Linked DNA regions of Salmo salar: region 1 is linked to region 2. Evidence: chromatin contacts called from public Hi-C data. All regions are on one chromosome and are shown on one strand. Each heading gives the region's core, a stretch centred on a gene start, on an enhancer-like site or on the middle of the called end of the contact. The rest is flanking DNA. Distances are from core to core; before and after follow the strand shown. Region 1 holds the start of LOC106580121 (snRNA-activating protein complex subunit 4). Region 2 holds the start of LOC106580123 (rap guanine nucleotide exchange factor 1).

Evidence for each region. A called contact is a pair of places that touch in the nucleus more often than the background predicts.
Region 1: a contact with region 2 is called in a Hi-C map of muscle, with 3 times the contacts expected there. The contact joins the promoter of LOC106580121 here to the promoter of LOC106580123 in region 2. A contact is called at or near these places in 2 of 3 Hi-C or Micro-C datasets (gill and muscle).

Annotation. Positions count from the first base shown.
Region 1 is chrssa20:13,930,915-13,937,268 of Ssal_v3.1, forward strand. LOC106580121 (snRNA-activating protein complex subunit 4) reads right to left here and starts at 5,032. Exons shown (of 25, transcript XM_014160815.2): 1 at 4,861-5,032; 2 at 4,367-4,501. The coding sequence starts at 4,487.
Region 2 is chrssa20:13,755,867-13,762,549 of Ssal_v3.1, forward strand. LOC106580123 (rap guanine nucleotide exchange factor 1) reads left to right here and starts at 3,685. Exons shown (of 26, transcript XM_014160818.2): 1 at 3,685-3,908. The coding sequence starts at 3,881.

The DNA.
Region 1 (6,354 bases), core at 3,782-6,281, 180 kb after region 2:
AATTCAAAAAAGTTCTGTGACATTGTAAAGTCCATTGAGAATAAGAACACCTCCTCCCAACTGCACACTGCACTGAGGATAGGAAACTCTGTCACCACCGATAAACCCACTATAATTGAGAATTTCAATAAGCATTTTTCTACGGCTGGCCATGCTTTCCACCTGGCTACCCCTACTGCAGTCAACAGCACTGCAACCCTCACAGCTACTCGCCCAAGCCTTCCCCATTTCTCCTTCTCCCAAATCCATTCAGCTGATGTTCTGAAAGAGCTGCAAAATCTGGACCCCTACAAATCAGCCGGGCTAGACAATCTGGACCCTTTCTTTCTAAAATTATCTGCCGAAATTATTGCAACCCCTATTACTAGCCTGTTCAACCTCTCTTTGGTGTCGTCTGAGATTCCCATAGATTGGAAAGCAGCTGCTGTCATCCCCCTCTTCAAAGGAGGGGACACTCTTGACCCAAATTGCTACAGACCTATATCCATCCTACCCTGCCTTTCTAAGGTCTTCGAAAGCCAAGTCAACAAACAGATCACCGACCATTTCGAATCCCACCGCACCTTCTCCGCTATGCAATCTGGTTTCAGAGCTGGTCATGGGTGCACCTCAGCCACGCTCAAGGTCCTAAACGATATTGTAACCGCCATCGATAAGAAACAATACTGTGCTGCCGTATTCACTGACCTGGCCAAAGCTTTTGACTCTGTCAATCACCACATTCTCATCAGTAGACTCAATAGCCTTGGTTTCTCAAATGATTGCATCGCCTGGTTCACCAACTACTTCTCTGATAGAGTTCAGTGTGTCAAATCGGAGGGCCTGTTGTCCGGACCTCTGGCAGTCTATGGGGGTGCCACAGGGTTCAATTCTTGGGCCGACTCTTTTCTCTGTATACATCAATGATGTCGTTCTTGCTGCTGGTGAGTCTCTGATCTACCTCGACGCAGACGACACCATTCTGTATACTTCTGGCCCTTCTTTGGACACTGTGTTAACAACCCTCCAGACGAGCTTCAATGCCATACAACTCTCCTTCCGTGGTCTCCAACTGCTCCTAAATACAAGTAAAACTAAATGCATGCTCTTCAACCGATCGCTGCCTGCACCTGCCCGCCTGTCCAGCATCAGTACTCTGGACGGTTCTGACTTAGAATATGTGGACAACTACAAATACCTAGGTGTCTGGCTAGACTGTAAACTCTCCTTCCAGACTCACATCAAACATCTCCAATCCAAAGTTAAATCTAGAATTGGCTTCCTATTTCACAACAAAGCATCCTTCACTCATGCTGCCAAACATACCCTCGTAAAACTGACCATCCTATCGATCCTCGACTTCGGCGATGTCATTTACAAAATAGCCTCCAATACCCTACTCAACAAACTGGATGCAGTCTATCACAGTGCCATCCGTTTTGTCACCAAAGCCCCATATACTACCCACCACTGCGACCTGTACGCTCTCGTTGGCTGGCCTTCGCTTCATAATCGTCGCCAAACCCACTGGCTCCAGGTCATCTACAAGACCCTGCTAGGTAAAGTCCCCCCTTATCTCCGCTCAAAGCCAATTCCTCCTTTGGCTGTCTCTCCTTCCAGTTCTCTGCTGCCAATGACTGGAACGAACTACAAAAAAATCTCTGAAACTAGAAACACTTATCTCCCTCACTAGCTTTAAGCACCAGCTGTTAGAGCAGCTCTCAGATCACTGCACCTGTACATAGCCCATCTATAATTTAGCCCAAACGACCACCCCTTCCCCTACTGTATTTATTTATTTTGCTCCTTTGCACCCCATTATTTATTTCTACTTTGCACTTTCTTCTACTACAAATCTACCATTCCAGTGTTTTACTTGCTATATTGTATTTACTTTGCCACCATGGCCTTTTTTGCCTTTACCTCCCTTATCTCACCACATTTGCTCACATTGTATATAGACTTATTTTTCTACTGTATTATTGACTATGTTTGTTTTACTCCATGTGTAACTCTGTGTTGTATGTTGTCGAACTGCTTTGCTTTATCTTGGCCAGGTGGCAATTGTAAATGACAACTTGTTCTCAACTTGCCTACCTGGTTAAATAATGGTGAAATAAATAAAATAAAAATAAATAAAATAAGCTTGGATATGGAATCTGCCGCTTGAGCATTATTTTGGGGCACAGTCGATAGTGCGCGGGACTTTGGGCTAGAAGGTTGAGGGTTCGAGACTTGGTCCCTGCCCGTTTCATTACTAGATATTGTAATGAAACAGCAGGGAGCAGGTCTCGAACCCTCGACCTTCTAGCCCAAAGTCCCGCGCACTATCGACTGTGCCACAAAAGCATGCTCAAGCGGCAGAGTCGATATCCGCGCTTATAAACCCAGGGTCGTTACACTACTCCCGCCTTTCAAAGAGCGCGTCCTCGCGCCAGCTTGCAACTAAGTTTTACAGGTACGCGCGCACCGGCCAAGCATGCAAGGTCCGATCACTTCTGACACCAATGTAACGAAGCTGGCAGGGAGCAGGTCTCGAACCCTCGACCTTCTAGCCCTAAGTCCAGCGCGCTATCGACTGTGCCGCAAAAGCATGCTCAAGCAGTAGAGTCGATATCTGCGCTGGACTTCGAGCTAGAAGGTCGAGGGTTCGAGACCTGCTCCCTGCCTGTTTCATTGGTGTACAGTTGTGGCCAAAAGTTGAGAATGACACAAATATTCATTTTCACAAAGTCTGCTGCCTCAGTTTGTATGATGGCAATTTGCATATACTCCAGAATGTTATGAAGAGTGATTAGATGAAAGTCCCTTTTTGCCATGCAAATGAACTGAATCCCCCCAAAAAATGTTCACTGCATTTCAGCCCTGCCACAAAAGGACCAGCTGACATGTCAGTGATTCTCTCGTTAACACAGGTGTGAGTGTTGACGAGGAGAAGGCTGGAGATCACTCTGTCATGCTGATTGAGTTCGAATAACAGACTGGAAGCTTCAAAAGGAGGGTGGTGCTTGGAATCATTGTTCTTCCTCTATCAACCATGGTTACCTGCAAGGAAACACGTGCCGTCATCATTGCTTTGCACAAAAAGGGCTTCACAGGAAAGGATATTGCTGCCAGTAAGATTGCACCTAAATCAACCATTTATCAGATCATCAAGAACTTCAAGGAGAGCGGTTCAATTGTTGTAAAGGCGGCTTCAGGGCGCCCAAGAAAGTCCAACAAGCGCCAGGACCATCTCCTAAAGTGGATTCAGCTGCGGGATTGGGGCACCACCAGTACAGAGCTTGCTCAGGAATGGCAGGCTGGTGTGAGTGCATCTGCACACACAGTGAGGCCAAGACTTTTGGACGATGGCCTGGTGTCAAGAAGGGCAGCAAAGAAGCCACTTCTCTCCAGGAAAAACATCAGGGACAGACTGATATTCTGCAAAAGTTACAGGGATTGGACTGCTGAGGACTGGGGTAAAGTCATTTTCTCTGATGAATCCCCTTTCCGATTGTTTGGGGCATCCGGAAAAAAGCTTGTCCGGAGAAGACAAGGTGAGCGCTACCATCAGTCCTCTGTCATGCCAACAGTAAAGCATCCTGAGACCATTCATGTGTGGGGTTGCTTCTCAGCCAAGGGAGTGGGCTCACTCACAATTTTCCCCAAGAACACAGCCATAAATAAAGAATGGTACCAACACATCCTCCGAGAGCAACTTCTCCCAACCATCCAGGAACAGTTTGGTGGTGAACAATGCCTTTTCCAGCATGATGGATCACCTTGTCATAAGGCTAAAGTGATAACTAAGTGGCTCGAGGAACAAAACATAGATATTTTGGGTCCATGGCCAGGAAACTCACCAGACCTTAATCCCATTGAGAACTTGTGGTCAATCCTCTAGAGGCGGGTGGACAAACAAAAACCCACAAATTCTGACAAACTCCAAGCATTGATTATGAAAGAATGGGCTGCCATCAGTCAGGATGTGGCCCAGAAGTTAATTGACAGCATGCCAGGGCGGATTGCAGAGGTCTTGAAAAAGAAGGGTCAACACTGCAAATATTGACTCTTTGCATCAACTTCATGTAATTGTCAAAAGACTTTGACGCTTATGAAATGCATGTAATTATACTTCAGTATTCCATAGTAACAACTGACCAAAATATCTAAAGACAATGAAGCAGCAAACTTTGTGTCATTCTCAACTGTTGGCCACAAGTGTGTGTGTGATAGATAGATATATATATATATATCTATCTATCATGGTCGCAAGGCATATGAATTAACAGGGTTATAAAGTAAACAACGCAATTATCCCAACACATAGGTTGTAATATGTCTTCCTTAATGATTTTACCCACGCACCCCTAACTTACTGCTTTAATATACTTCAGATACCCACCAGATGAACAACTGTCTGAAGATAGTTCAATGGAGTTGCTTTCGGGACCAAGGGTGCGCTCGAGCACCAAAATTTGGCGTTCGACTTTCTTCCTCTGTGCAATTAGGTCATCCGAGGACATAATGGATGAGACACCTTTATAATAATAAAAATTTAAAAAAAGTTAAATGAATGATAACAAAACCAGGGATACATTTATTGTAGGACAATATGCATTGAAAATACAGGACGTTACAGTAGCTAGCTGACAACATTGAAAGGAAGCTGGGGGAGCGTGCTGGAATCCAACCCCATTCGCGAGCAGCAACATCACATTTGCAGGTAGCTAACGTACTTTAGTAACTAGCAAACAACATCTGAACTAAACCCAACGTGCACAAAAAAGCAACATCCCTCAACTTAAGCATCAGTCAAAAGTGTTCTAATTTAGCTAGCTAGCTAGCCATGCAGTCTTGACCAGGAGGAGCATCTGAAAGCTTGCTAACGCTACTTACCAAGACTGTCATCCAAGTTAACAGATGTGTCTTCTTATGTTATACATAAAATATTATGTAGAAACAAATATATTTAACTAGCTAAGTCCCACTGAAATTGTCTGACATGCTATTTCACTGAAGATCTCTACGTGCTACAAACGACACTGCTGGAATATTAACATATTTCCCAGAGTGCAATTGTGAAGGAATCAAAGTTTGTTGTTTTTAAAAATTATATTATTGTTTATCATGCATAAACAATCTAGACACATATTCACCGAATATTCCTACTCAAATACTATTACTTGATTAAAAATAATCAAATGTTACGTTGTAATATTCAAATATCCACAATGCAACGCGGGTATCATAGTAAACGTCACAGCCTTGTACAGAGTCGCTAATGTTGTTGAAGCCAAAGATGATCGATATACTGACAAGATACATGTCTCTTCGCCATAATAATGGGAGTCGTTGTCCACAAAGAGGCAACGCCTATCCTTTCTTTGGATTGGTGAATACATCCTATTATTGTAATCAGTTTTGGATTATTCGATAACGGTTGTTGACGCCTGTATTCAATGGGAGAGATGCTAGTATGCTACTAGCCTCATACCATGAATACACATAGCCATCTCGAATATAAATTGTTTTTCCTCAAAGTTGCCGGGATATCACGTGTCCTACTTATGTCAGTAAACTCATAACGTAAGCATTACGAAACTTCTATTAGTGCAAATAAACCTCAGGTAGCAAATAAGCCATGAATTACTTTGTTGACCAATTCGACTCTCGTTGGGCTCCATACAAAAACGCTTGGGAGGGTTCGGGTCCCCGTTTTTGGCCTTGTGTGAGATCTGTCGACGTGCCCTTGAGCAGGGCATTGACCGTAGATGTTTCTGTGTGTCGCTCTGAATGGGAGTCTGTTGGGTGACTGGTGTGGTGTAGTTGTTGAGCGGCTTCACTGAAAGTATATTGCATGTTTTGGATATTCAATAAAATGAAAACTCATGACTTGGTGGGCGAAACGCCGAAAAAACGCCACCTGCTAGTGGGAGACAGATTTTTCCTCCGAGTTGGGCCTCTCTCTTCCTCTTCCTCTCTGTTGCAGCACAAGTTTATCAAAGCCACCACACAATTGTGACAAACTGCTGGAGCAGTTCAACCTTATTGGGCACAGGGGGAGGGTAGTGTTTTTTTCCCCCCTGATTTACATTCGCTCTTTTGCAGGTTTTAATATACCATTTCTTCCATTCTTGCCAAATTCCTAATCTGCTTGCATGCACCTCCCCTATATCGAAGTGTTTTGGTACTTCCCTTATGCGCTATGCTTTTCAGTGTGCTAACTTTTATTATAAATAAGGTATATATCTATATATGGTTTTTTTTTAGGTGCAAAAACATCTAAACCTGTTTTTGCTTTGTTGTTATAGGGTATTGTGTGGAGATTGTTGAGGAAATGTTTTAATTTAATTAATTTTAGAATAAGGCTGTAACGTAACAAAATGTGGA
Region 2 (6,683 bases), core at 2,435-4,934:
ACCAGCGTTTTTTCCTGTCAGCTCCTATCGTTTCCCAGCTTCTCTTTCCTTGTCCTCCTGTTTTCTGACCTTTGCCTGTCTTGACCCTGTACCCACTCGCCTGACCTCTTTGCCTGACCCTGAGCCTGCCTGCCGTCCTGTATCTTTGCACCACCTCTGGATTACTGAACTCTGCCTGTCCCTGACCCTGAGTCTACCTGCCGTCCTGTACCTTTGCCTTACCCTGGCTTTTCGACCCCTGCCTGCCTTGACCTGTCTTTGCCTGCCCCTGTTGCCACAATAAACAGTGTTACTTTGACAGTCTGCATCTGGGTCTTACATTGATTCCTGATAGGAATATGTACATGTAGGTAGAGTTATATAGGTAGAGGGGTGCAATGCAAATAGACGCCAAAGAACTTGAAGCTCTCAACCTGCTCCACTACAGCCCCATCAATGAGAATGGGGGCATGCTCGGTTCTCCTTTTCCTGTAGTCCACAATCCTCTCCTTTGTCTTGATTGCGTTGAGGGAGAGGTTGTTGTCCTTGCACCACACGATCAGGTCTCTGACCTTCTCCCTATAGGCTGTCTTATCATTGTCTGTGATCAGGCCTAACACTTTTGTGTCATCAGCAAACTTAATGATGGTGTTGGAGTCGTGCCCAGCCGTGCAGTCATGAGTGAACAGGGAGAACAGGAGGGGACTGAGCACCCACCCCTGAGGGGCCCCCGTGTTGAGGATCAGGGTGGTGGATGTGTTGTCACCTACCTACTCATACCACCTGTGGGTGGCCTGTCAGGAAGTCCCGGATCCAGTTGCAGAGGGAGGTGTTTAGTTCAAGGGTCCTTAGCTTAGTGATGAGCTTTGAGGGTACTGTGGTGTTGAACGCTGAGCTGTAGTCAATGAATAGCGTTCTCACATAGGTGTTCCTTTTGTCCAGGTGTGAAAGGGCAGTGTGGAGTGCAATACAGATTGCATCATCTGTGGATCTGTTGGTGTGGTATGCAAATTGGAGTGGGTCTAGGGTTTCTGGGATAATGGTGTTGATGTGAGCCATGACCAGCCTTTCAAAGCATTTCATAGCTACAGACATGAGTGCTACGGGTCGGTAGTCATTTAAGCAGGTTACCTTAGTGTCCTTGAGCACAGGGACTATGGCGGCCTGCTTGAAACATGTTGGTATTACAGACTCAGACAGGTAGAGGTTGAAAATGTCAGTGAAGACACTTGCCAGTTGGTCAGCGCATTTCAATTAATAATGTGCTCTGTGATTTTTAAGGTTTTTATTTGATCACAAAAATGTATTAGTAATGTGTTTCCTTTTCTTATACCAAAATCTAAAGTTATGTAACCATGATTTCTAGATTTATTACTCACCTCTTCTGTAGGACCTGTAGGAATTCGATGATAAAGAATAGGGTTACAATGGAGTTCATTTTCTCATAGTTTAAGGCTACTAAAAAGCAGCAGCACAAGTAGGAGCGCAAATACAATACAATACTTTATTAATCCAAATGTATTATTAATCCAACTCTGGCTACAGTTGTATTAATCACTTTATTATTCCAAATGTATTATTAATCCAACTCTGGCTACAGTTGTATTCATCTGTATTAATTTTTTACTTCATATGTCCCTGTGGCTGTCAGTTAACCCAAGAGGTCATAACCTCTTGATGAGGTTGCTAGGTGTTGTACCAAGGTCACTGCTCTACCCCCTTCCATTGGAGAGTGCATCCCACACTCTTGAGACCCTCACACTCTCGATGGCCTCCCCAGGGTGCCATGCCACTTCAGGCACCAATGTAGCAAGTTTAGGGATAGCTCCGGCCTTGAGTTTGTTACTGCTGCTGTCAGCCCAACACCTTAACCATTACACCAAGAGGTCTGAACCTTTGGACAAGGTTGCTAGCTGTTGTACAAAGGTCGCAACAATATCATCAATTGAAATGACCATTGAAGAGCAGGACATACCCCAGATTTTGTCTTAACTAATTGCTCTTGTCTCTTAAATATCAATTCATATTTTCTGAATAATCATTTTTTCTATTATGGTCGACTTGCCTGACGACTCAAACGGAATACTTCTGCTGCTCTACACTGAGTGTACAAAACATTAGGAACACCTAATATAGAGTTGCACTCCCTTTTGCCCGTTTGTCTTGCCCATTCATAATCCATGTCTCAAGGCTTAAAAATTATTATTTAACCTGTCTCCTACCCTTCATCGACAATGATTGAAGTGGATTTAACAGGTGACGTCAATAAGGGATTCAATAAGGGATTCACCTGGTCAATCTACTATATGTCATGGGAAGATCATGTTTTGTAAACTCAGTGTATGTTCACTACATACTTTATTAAGGAGGCAAGGGGTTCACTGCAACATTTAGCCAGTAGCGGTGCATGGATAAAATCACTATTGTGATAATTGCTTTGTTTGCACTATAACCTGTTAGTTCATATGCCTTGCGACCATGATATACACCTTCGTTTCATCACAAAACCGGAGTGCAACGTCTGTCCGATGAAGTCCACAAACCATATTGCATGTAACAAACATTTACATGACCAACAGTCATGCAAGTTAATGGTTCCTACATTTTCAGACTACTAAAGAGTTACCGCAAGTCGCAAAGAAAACAGGAGCTGCCTCCAATATTCCAACACAATTTCAAATTCAACATTTCAACAGCATCAACTCACCTATGCTTAGTCTAATACAGTTACAACTAAAAGATACCAAAAACAATTTAGTCCAATCAACGTAAGCTACAGTGCCTTGCGAAAGTATTCGGCCCCCTTGAACTTTTCGACCTTTTGCCACATTTCAGGCTTCAAAGGGGCACAAAGTATGAATTTATGGTTGGATCAGAACCACCATTATAATCATTGGCCAGTACGGAGATAAGTAAAACCACAAGTCCAAATCCCTATCTCCATCCATGGCTAATTTAGGAAACAGACAATTTTAGCTTGCTAGTTAGCCACCGTAGGACAACAACACAACAAGATGCAACAATTCAAGTTGTTTCTGTCAATGACATATTCCTCTTGATGCGATGTGATGGAGTGAAGCCTAATCCAAACTGGCTTTCCTTAAACACAGTTGAGCTGAATCATTTTAGCTCAATGCTGATTGGGTATTACTTTATACTTTTTTTCTCAAGGGAGACCAAATGCTCGCTGGCTTCCCTTGCATTCAATGCTATTGGCGCAACAATGTCTGTTTATGACCAGACAGCATCAGGCCTACACATACAGAAACAGAGGAGCGCTGTTTCGCTCGGTTTGATGGTTTTTCCAGTGAGATACATTCAGCCTCATGCAAATTGAAGGAAACTTATGAAAACACAGAGACCAAAGATCAATTATTTAATACTTTTTTTCATTTGTTTTTGGGGGGAGGCCTGGCACCCCTTGGCATCCATGAATACATGCCACTGCAATTAGCTACTGTTTTTGATTTCCATTCGGAATAATATGAGCTGTATACTCCACTAAAACCATAATATGTACTATTTTATTTTCTCTCCTATTTCCTATACTGAACCATGTATAAGTAAAAAAGAGTCTATAACGTCTTTCCCTCTCTCTCTTGAATCTGATTAGTCTAGCTAAATCCATCACCTGAGGGCACACCTTTCCGTTCCGTGCGCTCACATTTCTTAATTCCAGCCGCAAGAGGGAGGTGTTGATTGTGATACAGAACCGAGTTGTCTGCTGCTAGTCTGCCCATCATCATCATCATCATCATCGGGGTCTGGCTGGCTGTTGTATTTGTGTCGGAACGGTCCGAGCTAAAGTGCTTTGGCTAAAGGATGTGGGATTAAAAGAGAATCAACGGACAACATACCTCCCTGGATTTCATTTGTTTAACGTTACCGTCTCTGCTTCGAAATGTCGGGGAAAATAGAGAGTAAGCAAGGTAAGCTCGTCTAGACTAGCTAGATAAATAGCTAACGTTAGCTAGCTGTTAGTCTGGGGTTTGTCTGACTCTTGTAGCCAGAAATGCGGCCAGCCAGTGTGGTTTGGTCTAGCTGTGGATCAAAGGCCGATTCTAACACCAAACTTCCACATTTTTGCCGTAACAGTAGCTAGCTGGCTATCTACTACATAGTCAACATTTGCTAAACATTCAATCACTGTTTAACCACCTAGCGAGTTGTTATTGTTGTTGTTAGTTAGCGAGCCAGATAATTCTTGATTTCTAGCTAGAGTGCGCTAGAATTGGATAGATTTGCTATCTACATGCTAGGCTAACTAGCTAACGTTATTGAAATGGAAAACATTAGGTAACTAACTGACGTCAGCTAGCGATTTTCCTAACTTGTGTTCTAGCTAGCTACAATGTATATTCGAGTAAAATCAGTCAAGTTAGCTAGCTAACGTTAGCTGCCTTTTTTTAATGAAAAGATGGTGACGAATTTAACGTTATAGAATATGACTAACTACTGTAGGTAGCCACAGTACAGTCAGCTGTAGTCCGAATAGAATGTTGTCTTGACCGTAACAGTACTAAACTATCGTTAAGTAGCTAACTACTTTAGCTACATCCTAACCTAGTTTGTGAATCCATGTTACTTTTAAGATGCACGGTGACAGTAGTCGTCATTCATTCTAGGATACGTGGTGGGGGTCTAGCTAGGTACTGTAAATTAGTAGGCTAACGTTAGTACAGTAACCTTAGTGTTTTTTTCCATCCCTATGATTTTTATAGGCAATAATGGTAACGTACTAATCTGGGTTGGTAATATTACAGTACCTCATGCACCACCTGCACTGACTTTACTAATCAGGCACCAGCTATTCGAGGAGAATGACAAGTACTTTGTCTAATTCACTGTGTTTGAGTTTCCCCCTTAGCTTGGGTTCTCGAACTATTCTGAGTCATGGCTAGTTCTCTATATCACGGAACACTGAAAACCTCCTTTGACTGGAGAGTCTCTTCCTCTTCAGTCAAGTGTCCCCATCTGTTGCCACTTGTACCATGTATGTGTTCTAGCTATGTATTTTGTGAGTTGTCACTAGAGAGCTAGTTGAGTCAAGCAAAGCCATCTTTTTTTGCGACCTTGGAATGAATTTGGTATGTTTGTTACTCATACCTGATTTGTCCAAGTACAGTGTATTCGAAAAGTATTCAGACCCCTTGACTTTTCCCCATATTTGTTACGTTATAGCCTTATTCTAAAATTGATTAAATTGTTTTTTCCCCCTCAATCTACACTCAATACCCCATAATGACAAAGACAAAACGGGTTATTAGACATTTTTGCACATTTATAAAAAATTTATGGAAATATCACATTCACATAAGTATTCAGACCCTTTACTCAGTACTTTGTTGAAGCACTTTTGGCAGTGATTACAGCCTTGAGTCTTCTTGGGTATGATGGTATAAGCTTGGCACACCTGTATTTGGGGAGTTTCTCCCATTCTTCTCTGCAGATCCTCTCAAGCGCTGTCATGTTTGAAAGGACAGCTATTTTCAGTTTTTTCCAGAGTTGTTTGATCGGGTTCAAGTCCGGGCTTTGGCTAGGCCATTCAAGGGCATTCAGAGACTTGTCCTGAAGTCACTCCTGCGTTGTCTTGGCTGTGTGCTTAGGGTTGTTGTCCTGTTAGGTGAACATTGGCCCAAGCTTTGGAGAAGGTTTTCATCAAGGATCTCTCTGTACTTTGCGCTGTTCATTTTCCCCTCTATCCTGACTAGTCTCCCAGCCCCTGCTGCTGAAAAACATCCCCACAGCATGATGCTGCCACCACAATGCTTCACAGTAGGGATGGTGCCAGGTTTCCTCCAGACGTGAAGCTTGGCATTCAGGCCAAAGAGTTTTGGCTCTGAGGTGCACAGTCAACTGTGGGACCTTATATAGACAGGTGTGTGCCTTTCCAAATCATGTCCAATCCATTGGATTTACCACAGGTGGAATCCAATCAAGTTGTAGGAACATCTCAAGGATGATCAATGGAAACAGGATGCACCTGAACTCAATTTCGAGTCTCATAGCAAAGGGTCTGAATACTTATGTAAATAAGGTATTTTTGTTTTGCAAACATTCCTAAAAACCTGTTTTCGCTTTGTCATTTTGGGGTATTGTGTGTTGATTGATGAGGGAAAACTTTAGAATAAGGCTAATGTAACAATGTGGAAAAAGTCAAGGGGTCTGAATACTTTACGAATGCACTGTATGTCCAACCCCTAAGTATGTCCAATTTACAGTATACCCTACTCAGTCTATTTCCCTGGTTTGTTTTTGCACTAAAATGTCTGTCTCTGGTTATGAATGGATTGAAAATATGCTCCTGGTGTATCTTTTCCGTAATGGTTTAGTAGTGAGACTGAGAAGCCTTCATGCAGCAATATGCCCAAGTCGAGCCATGGCCTCCCAATCAAAAGAGATTCTGCTACTACTCTCATTGGAAGCTCGGATTCCACACTATGCTATAATTTGTGGTTTTGTGGAAACAAGCAAGTAGCATTATGGAATTCTAGAGACGTTGTCCCAAAAAGAGTTTCAAAGGTGTTGTAGCCTAATTAAAACAAACTCTGTGGTGTAGCCTACAGATGGGGTCTGATTTAAAGAGCTGGGAGTTTGCCCAATGGCGGTTGTAACTCATGAGCCATGGGAAAAGGGTTAGGCTTGTGTAAGCAAGTGGAGCAGCAAGTGTCTTTTCTCCCCTACAAGTAGCCAGCAGATCCGAC